Regions from separate parts of the Triticum aestivum genome. Here region 1 is linked to region 2. The links are chromatin contacts, called in public Hi-C maps. All regions are on one chromosome and are shown on one strand. The core of a region is the stretch at or near the end of the contact, and the rest is flanking DNA. Distances in the headings are between cores, read along the strand shown. Region 1 overlaps LOC123124720 (probable LRR receptor-like protein kinase At1g51890). Region 2 has its middle 180 kb from the start of LOC123124720.

Region 1 (4,857 bases), core at 340-2,839, 170 kb after region 2:
GGCGTTTTGAATGTCGGCGAAGTGTAGGATGAACTTAAACTCGGATGATGTTTTGTATGATACCCATGTATTGACGTGTAGCACCGTGCCATTGTTGATAGGAGCGACGACTGTCTGAAGAATGGGGATGGGTACCACGAACACGTCATCCTGCTTGATGGTCTCTTTGGTGGAAAGTTTTGCCCATGACGACATGGTTCTCAAACCCCAGTAGCGGTCGTATGGATCGTCAGGAAACCTTCATGAAAAAATGATAATCCATCATTGAGGCGATAAAGTGATTTTTTTTCATTACAATGTACTCCCTTCGTTTCTAAATATAAGCATTTTTAGAGATTTCAATAAAAACTACATACAGATGTCTCTACTCTTATAAAAAACCGAGTTGGTGATGATGGTGTGCCTGCCATCCTGCAATATAGACCGTCCAATCTATATCCGACGGATAGAAAGCAAACTATGGCAATTTTGCAAAAAGATACCCGCACCTCTCTCCATATTTGCATATAAGGCCTTCCCTCGTTCATCCTTATCTCACATAAGCTCATTGTTGAGCAATTAAAAAAGGAAGCCTCTGGAACAATCTGGGGCATGGTGGCCGCTGCCGGCATCGTCCACCCCCATGCCTCCGCTCAGTCCGACCACCTACCACCACCACGCCCCACTCCTCCTCACCTTATCTCTCCTCTTTCTCGTCTCCCCCACTCCGCTCAGTCTGAGCTGTTGGGACACGGACGGCGCCATCGACGTGCTTGCGGAGGTCAGTGTCGGAGAGGATCTGCATCAGCGATGTACGTGCTGAGTTATGTAAACCTGCAGATGCCGTTAGTTTTTACACATAAGATTACTCCCTCATGGGTCAATCGCAACAGATTTTTTTGTAAAATAAATGTATCTTGGTGTTCCGTGCAATGCACGGGCATCTTACTAGTATATAGACATATTTTAGAATGTAGATTCATTCATTTTACTTTGTATGTAATTTGTATTAAAATCTCTAGAAGGATTTATATTTAGGAACGGAGGGAGTATGAAACTTAAAATAGTTCTACATCATTAATTATCCCAACTTCAACGGAACTTAAGAACAGCTTCGCAAGATGATATGAGGAGTCAAACTTATGTATCAGGAAAGGTTTTAAAAGTTTTGTCTACTTCTGTAATTCAAGGAATAAAGATTTTAAACAAATATGAGAGAGTTTCATCCGAATTATGAACAAAAGTCACACTAGTTTTAACGCCAGTCTGGTTTTTGAAGATATCTTAAGAAGGAAGACGAGGGTTCAAACACATTGTTGATCAAAATTTTGCAGAGAATTGATGTTCCCTTGTGTCACACGAGAGGAATCAAGCCAAGAACTAGAGTTTGAACAAGGAATGGGACGGATTCCACGGCAGCTGCCGGAGTAGAGACAGAGAGTTTTTTGTTTTTTGATAACGAGAGGTAGGTCCAAGTTACAAGTCTCTGAATGTCTAGATTTCTTTTCGAGGGGCCTCTGAATGTGATGGTTTGGCACGCAGCCCAGGGGGGTCCTATTCGGCGCCTTCAGCGCCAGGAATCTGATTTGGCGCACACTAGCGACCTAAATGGGCCTCGGCCCACTACTCCTCCCTCGCTCGTTCACACGTACCCCGTTTGTGTCGTTCGCTACAGCTTTTCTTTCAATTGTTTTTTTCCTGCTCCCTGCTCTCTCATAGTCTATAAAAAATGAAAAAAATATAAAAAAAGTTTAAAAATTGGAAAAACTAGAAAATTTCATGAATTTAAACAAGTTTGCAAATTTAAAAAAACTTTCATCAAGTTACAAAAAGTTTACAAAACTGAAAAATAGTTCATTGGTTTCGTAAAAGTTCATAAATTTCGAAAAAAAGTTCACATATTTGAAAAGAAGTTCATGGGATTTGAAAAAAAGTTCATCAACTTTAATAAAAGTTCATTGAATTTCAAAAAAAGTTCATCGAATTTTAAATTGGTTCATTGATTTTGAATAAAAATTTCTAATTTAAAAAACGTCGTCAAAATTTTAAATTTTTTATGAATTTCTAAAATAGTTCACAGATTTTTTTAAAAGTTCAACAAATTTGAAAAAAAAGTTCATCAAATTTTAAAAATTTCACGCACTTGAGAGAAAAATAGAAAATAATAAAGGAACAGGAAAAATATTAAATAAAATAAAATATAAAAAAATAAAAATAAATAAATACTGCTGCAGGGAAAAACCAGAATGGAAAAGGAAAAAAAGAAAAATAAAAAAACTCCTGACAAAAGTATATATAAAAGAAAGAAAGGATGACTACGTTTGGTTAGTTCGAGTGCTACTTAACCTCGAGGTTGCATGATCAAAACTTCAGTCGCACCTTTTTTTGTGGTTTTAGCAGGAAAAAGTCTAAAATGGGCCAGCCCAGCGGGAATGGTGAGTGTGCGCCAAGTTGCAGATAATACTGAAATGGGCGCCAAATAGAATTCTCCCGTAGCCCGATGCATGTTATAAAGACCAATGTCAGCACTACCGCCTTAAGCGAGTCTCCAGACAAGTCTCGCTGAAGGCTCTGAGGGAACTGGGCCGGCCCGTTCGCATACGCTAAAATAAAAAGGTTACATGAAAGGGTAATGTTACACCCGGCGCACCGGCCGAGTCATCCCGCCGGACTCGCATGGGCCAGGCGATCCAACTGGATCGAAGCGACCAGAGAGACGTGGTTTCTTCGTCCACCTCGCAGGAAAAAAACAGAGCAAAAGAAAGGACGCCCACGCTGCCCGCGCTCGTCGGCCTCCTACGCTGCACGCGCTCGCCGGCCTCCTGCGCGGCCGCGCCACACGCGCTCGCCGGCCACCAGTGTCCCCAACCTCGATTTTCTGTTGGCCGTGCCAGCGTGCCGCTTTGACCCGAGGTTGTTCTCGTCGCAGATCTGGCCACATCTCTTGCAGAACGGAGACACCCCCGTCTCTGGCATCGTTTGGTTCTTGTCGTCGTCACAGCCCCTAGCCGTGTCCGTTGTAGCACCGGGTTGTAGCAAACCACGCCACCGATTTAGTCGGTTGTAGCATAACTCGACACTAGTTGTAGCTGGCTGGAGAAGCGGTTGTAGCAAAAACACGTTGTCGATTTGCAAACATGACGCCGGTTGTAGCAAATCGAGGAGCCAATTGTACCAAACCACGGCACCGGTTGTAGCAAAACAAGAAGTTGGTTGCAGCAGAGTGGCGACAGATTGTACCAAGAAATAGGATGCCAGTTTCTGCGTTCTAGCAAAACATGATGCTCGTTGTAGCAAAACGCGGCGTCGATTGTAGCAAAAGTTGAAGCTCATTGTCGCACGGCAACGCTGGCTGTAGCAAAGAAGAGAACGGCACCAACTTTTGCGTTTTAGCAAAACACGATGGCGGTTGTAGCAAAGTGCGACACAGTGGTAGCAACACGCGACACCGGTTGTAGCAAGGGGTGCGTTGCTGCTGAGACCAGTGTCGCCGTCGTCGTTGTAGCAATTCAGAGAAAAGCTGCAACCGACGACGAGAAAGCTTCAACCAGCTTCCGAAAAGCTTCAAGGAGAGAACAGTGAGCTGGACAATGGCGCGATATGATAGAGCGCTGCTGGAACCCCATCTGGCGCTTGTAGCGCTCCTGGACCATGGCGAGCTGCAAGGCCACCCAAACTAGAGCGGCGAGCGGCGGCCTCTGGGACAAGCAGCAAGCATGCCGACGACGGCGAGCGTGCAGGAGCTCGTGGGGCTAGCAGCAAGCGGCGGCCTCTGCGACGAGCGGCGAGTAGGCCGACCACGGGGACGGCGACGACGAGCGCGCAGGATCCCAAAAGGCTAGTAGCAGGCGGGCCTCGTGTGCGAGATGGAGGGAAGGGGACGGGAGGGGGGGGGGATGGAGTGCTGGGTGAGCTGCGACAGGAGGAAGAAGGAGCAGGGAGAAGATCCAGCGACACGGGGGGCTCCAATCGAACGACTACCCGGTGACCGGCCGAAGTTAGGCCGGTGTGCCGGTGCCTATTAGTCCCCTACATGAAAAAGAGAACCAGGGATCAATCCCTGGGCGCAAGGGATATCAGGCGCGCCGCTAGCCACTACGACCACGTTCCATTGGTGGTAAGTACAAGGGGCGCTACCCCTATAGGCCATTTGAGTAGGTTGTTCTTATTTTTTCTTTTCTTTTCTGAGATTTCACAGATTTTTTTTATTTTCTTTCTGTTTTGTTGTTTTTATTTATTCTCCTTTTTCTTTCTTTTATTTTGATTATTTTTCTTCTTTCGCCTCCAAATTTTAATTCATTTTAGAATTTTGTTTCATTTCTCATTTTTTATTTTGTTTCTATTTTCGGTTTTCTTTATTCTTTTGGTTATTATTCTACATTTTTTTATATGTCAACAATATTTTTCTAATTCACGTCTAACGTTTTTCCAATACAAATTATACATTTTTCTAATACATGATAAAAAAAATTATACAAAAAATATACACATTTAACACTTTTCAAATGCTTGATTGACATTTTTTAAATACTTGTCAACATTCTTTCGAAAGCTTGATTCACATTTTTTTATAAACATGATCAAAAAATTTCATCACATTTTTAATACATGATCGACATTTTCTCTATTCACATTTAACATTGTTCAAATGCTTGATCAACATTTTTGAAATACTTATTTAAATTTTTTTTCAAATTTTTCATGAACATTTTTAAATACATGATCAATTGTTTTTATCATTTTTTAATATATGGTCAACATTTTTATAGACATTTAATACCTTTCAAATACTTGTTCAACATTTTTTTCAAATGCTTTATTAACATATTTACATACATGATAAAAAAATTCTGTAGACATTTAACATTTTTCAAGTAC
Region 2 (4,947 bases), core at 367-2,866:
CAAGTTGTTTTTATTCCATTCTGAATATGTTCCAGTCACAAAAGAACTTGGCAAGTTGTTTTTATTCCATTATGAATATATGTTCCTGACACAAGAGTTGGCAATTAGGCGCCCAATTAACTTGGTGATGCATGCTAAACTTAAGAACCATCATCACTTGGTACACACACCAGTTCAGATTACACATGATAATTAATTAGGCACGGTAACTAATTAACCCCAGCAGCTACCTTAGTTAGGTGCAGTAAAAACTCCTACTGCTACTGCATCTTTACCAACCAAATTCAGTGACAGAGCTACTCCATTTTACTCAAATTCAGTATGCAAAATTAACAGTAATCCATACAGCTGCTTCATACTCCAAATTCAGTATACAAAATTCAGTATGCTGCTACTCCAAATTCAGTTTGCAAATTAACAGTAACAGTACTTCAATGGAGTACAGTTGCTACTCCAAATTAACAGTGGGTCCTTGCTAAGCATATTGTTCTCAAATTAACAGTAGAACTCAAATTAGCAGCAGCATTCGTAGGTGGCAACACAAAACAGCAGCAACATTCGTACGAGTAGAAAATGAACACGTACTGGTTCAGATTGAAAGAGCTTAGCTAGCGCAGCTCAAATTGAAAGAGCAGCAGCTCGAAGCAGAGCTCGGCAGCGATAGAGAGTGTAGCTAGCGCCCATCTTGCTGCCGGTCTTCCAGGCCTGGGAGGACTTCTTGCGGCCGCCGATGCGGGGGATGCTGGCGAACTCTTCGTCGGTGAAGGCGGCGTCGTTGCTGGCGTACACTGTGCAAGCGCGGGGGCGAGCAGCGAGCGGGACCCATGGGCGCGGCGGTCGAGGCAGAGGCGGACGCACGAGGCCCCGGCATCGTCGGCGTTCTGGATGAGCTCCCGGCGTCCCGCAGCGCGGTGGTGCCCTCCGGGTAGTTGGCCAGCACCTCGCGGATGCGCCGCACCAGGTCCACCCACAGCCCGAAGTCCTCCAGCAGCATCCCACCCGGATCCATGTCGCTTCGTCGCCGGCGTCGAAGCACGCGGATCCAGCGCCTCCGCCGGCCAGAAGCTCATCGCCGGCGCCTAAAAAATCAAGGTTTTGACCTACGGGTGGTGGATTTCTGGCGGTGGGAGGAAACGGGGTGGCTCGGTGGTGCGGAGAAAGAGAGGAAGCGGGGTGGCTCAGCGGTGACGATGGCGAGGAGAGGCCGGCGACGCCGGGGATCTGGAGGGGAGCGAGAGAGGGGTGGCCGGGTGGGTGAGAGGGGAACGAGAGAGTGAGCTCGAGTGGGTGAGAGCGAGCGGTGGTGGGAGGGCATTTCTGGAAAGTGAAAAATTCTCGTAGCGTTACGAAATTTACAAGCGTTACGAAATTTACACGTCAAACCCTTAAACGACTTACATTTCGGAACAGAGGGAGTATATGTGGATGGGGAGAGTACGTAGCATCACAAAACCAGAGCTAGCTTCATACCTACAGGGTAAAATTTCCCCCCATATTCGCCCTTCGATACATGGATATGGACTCGTCGATGGTGACGTCCGGGTAAAGCGAGGCCCCGAGCGGCCTCAACTCCACCGTGTTGACGAACGGCGTGCCGGTGCCGGTATTCAGCAGGCACACCGGCACCCAGCTGGACCACGCGACGAATATTGCCTCGGACCACCAGTCGTCGGTCGTGTCTTGGAGCGTGACCGTGTCCCAGTAGTTGGTGCCCAGGTGCAGGTCGAACTGCAGCGACAAGGGGCTGCTCTTGCCGTCGTATCTGCCGTGGAAGAACTCCATCCGGACCAGATATTTGGCACCGCTCTCCGTGGGGAGCGTGTAGCAATTCCGTAGGCCGGACGGGAAGCTCCTCAGCGTTAGCAGGGAGACGTCGTTAGTAGAGCTCTCCTGGTCGGCGGCCACCCTGTGGTTCTCCCCGCCGTCCACGTACGGACTGTCAGAGATGTAGGCGATGTTTGTGTAGGTGTCCTTGCGCCTGCTGAATCTGGCATCCAGGCCGCAGTCGATGCTCAGAAAACCTGATTGATCGCACGTAGCACAACAAGGACGAAAAAAGATAAATTATCGATCAAAGCCGGCGTACTTCGTGGCAAAATATCAGCACGAGCGTTTCAGTGTTGTATGGACACATGCATGGACGGATACGATCGATGTACGTCCTTGAGGTTAGAAACCAACCTTCTTGCTGACCGGCGACATGAACTGCTGTGGCTGCCAAGACGAATGCACCAAGGAAAGGAAACAGCACCATCGAGAAAACAACTCAGTTGATAACTACACCGCATGCAATGCAGTGGCACGGCGAGAGGGCAATGCCTCAGGGGTTAGCATTAGCTGCACACAGTAACCCGTCTCACCAGCCTTAGGGTTAGGACCTAAGCGCAAATTGGAGATGATTTTTTAGGAGATTGATGATATATGTCCTCGCTCCACTAAACACAAGTGAGAGTGACATAAAATCAGGTTAGCTTCTATCCGAGAAGAGAAGAAAAACAAATTTTTTTAAAAAGGAGGATAAACCCCCGGCCTCTGCATCTGGACGATGCATGCGGCCATCTTATTAATTATTCACAGAGACCATACAAAGTAATACATCAGTGAGTCTGAAGCCATCATCTAGGCAACACCTGTTGCTACTCCTAGTGCATTGAAGAAGGTGTGCCGAATATTCAGGCCTAATATCAAACGGACATCGCACCAAACCCTAACATCTAAAGCCGGATGCCCCAGCCCAGCCACATACCGGGACTGGGTCCCATACCGGACCGACGCTCTCAGAGGCTGCCGCCGCCATCTTCCACTGGTCCATCTCCAGAGCAGCAACTGACCCGTCGACCTTGCCTGGCCTGCCGTCGACGGCACCACGACGCCAGACAACTCCACCATCCTACACGAATCTGTCCACATGCGCCCGTCGCCGAACCTCCGCAGCACCATGCCACCGGGATCCGCCGCCGGCCTTGCAGTGGATGAGACACCGCTCTTCCGCTTGTCCCGTCCAACTAGCACTTGCTCCAAAACGATGCCCTCAGGAGGGACAACGGCATCAAAGGTACCATCATCGTCCGATTCGGTAGATGCAGATCTAGGTTTTCTCTGGAGCATCACGAGTGGGGTGCCACGACCTGCAATAACGATACTTCGAGAAGGGAATGACATCATAGACGTCTCCATCGTCCGCCGTGATCGAAGTCAACGCCATTGAATGAAACCCGTTCCAATAGAAGTGACCCTATAGAACCTTTTTGTTATGGCAGGCCGCACGCCACATGTATAGCGTATTCAAGGCTCGGGCCACGGCCGTCGTGGCAAGATCCATGGGGGACGGCAAGCAAAGAGACAAGGGAGGGAGGGAGGCATCTCTAGGGCTTTCGCCTAATGAATCGCCCGCCCATAGTGCAAACAACAACCTTAATAAGCAACAGTACTTTTGAAGATTTAGATTGGTGCGATATAGTTGACATACATATTTTTATTAGTACTGTTGTTCGGGGCTTCAAGGTGCGAGCATTGGCGTTGACTGACTAGTTCTTCTCCAATAAGAGGGGAGAAGGAATGATGAATGAATGGCATTAAGACAATAACCTCGCTCTCACGGAACTGGTCGACATGTGACCTCTACAACACACTGTATACTTTCTTTTAGTGCCTCAACCTGCAATACAGTAATACAGATTATTAAGGTTGATAGCGACACTTTGGTGTCTCATTAATAGAGATTATTTCTATTGGAGGTGCTGTTTCTGTTGATAGTGAGGCGTTTGTGGTGACTTCCTTAATCTTAAAGCTCCGCAAATTCAACCAGCATTGTGTGAGTTAATGATTGCGGGCGTGTGTTGGTGTGCGTATGCTTCTACGTTGTCATCGGTGTTTCTCAAAAAAAAAAAAAACTAACACGAGGCAGGCTACAAACAAAGGTCACCAACCACCGTTTTCGGACGTTGCATCCATCTTCAGCCGAGGACCAAATGAAACAACTTGTAGCCTTGTAATCACAAAACTCAAAATGAAAAAAATACTACTCGTGAAAGCAGCAGATGAAAACAAAAACAATATGAAATTCAAAGGTAGCAACACTGAATCAAGTTTGTAGAACGAGAAGTATAGGTTGTGCAAACACAATGCAATAATCGGTGCACCAGGCACATATATATGAGTACAGAGGGGGGCCACAACCTCAACTATACATATGAACTAGGAGGTGGGCCCAAGACACAATATACACGTACACAATATATTCACCCCCCCCCCCCCCCGGCAGTCGAAGCGGCGCCGAAGACGCAGAGACCAGAACGAAACTCCTCGAAGGTGGAAGTCGGCAGTCCCTTAGTCATCACATCGGCGAATTGTTGTGCAGTCGGAACATGGAGGATCCAAATACGTCCAAGGGCCACCTGCTCGCGCACAAAGTGAATGTCCAGCTCAATGTGCTTAGTGTTGGGGAACGTAGTAATTTCAAAAAATTTCCTACGCGCACGCAAGATCATGGTGATGCATAGCAACGAGAGGGGAGAGTGTCGTCTCCGTACCCTCGTAGACCGTAAGCGGAAGCGTTATAACAACGCGGTTGATGTAGTCGTACGTCTTCACGATCGACCGATCCTCAGCACCGAACGTATGGCACCTCCGCGTTCAGCACACGTCCAGCTCGGTGACGTCCCGCGAACTCACGATCCAGTAGAGCTTCCGGGAAGAGCTTCGTCAGCACGACGGCGTGGTGACGGTGATGATGATGGTACCGACGCAGGGCTTCGCCTAAGCACCGCTACTATATGACCGAGGTGGATTATGGTGGAGGGGGGCACCGCACACAGCTAAGAGATCAATGATCAATTGTTGTGTCTTGGGGTGCCCCCCACCCCCGTATATAAAGGAGCTAGGGGGGGCCAGGAGGAGGGCGCGCCAAGGGGGGAGTCCTACTCCCACCGGGAGTAGGACTCCTTC

Evidence for each region. Hi-C and Micro-C count contacts between places; a contact is called where the count stands out from the background.
Region 1: a Hi-C map of leaf shows a contact between it and region 2, with 4 times the contacts expected there. The contact joins two enhancer-like sites. A contact is called at or near these places in 2 of 5 Hi-C or Micro-C datasets (leaf and root).

What each region holds. Positions count from the first base shown.
Region 1 is chr5D:300,771,767-300,776,623 of IWGSC CS RefSeq v2.1, forward strand. It overlaps LOC123124720 (probable LRR receptor-like protein kinase At1g51890), which reads right to left. Exons shown (of 12, transcript XM_044545290.1): 3 at 1-238. Among protein-coding and RNA genes, the nearest start is that of LOC123124720, 8.7 kb to the right of the region's middle. Within about 2 kb of position 1,590, at least 1 of the 8 cell types and tissues checked has an H3K27ac peak or open chromatin away from gene starts, as enhancers often do. A contact at or near this core is called in leaf, where this site is marked.
Region 2 is chr5D:300,602,130-300,607,076 of IWGSC CS RefSeq v2.1, forward strand. It overlaps the pseudogene LOC123121320. Among protein-coding and RNA genes, the nearest start is that of LOC123124720, 180 kb to the right of the region's middle. Within about 2 kb of position 1,617, at least 3 of the 8 cell types and tissues checked have an H3K27ac peak or open chromatin away from gene starts, as enhancers often do. A contact at or near this core is called in leaf, where this site is marked.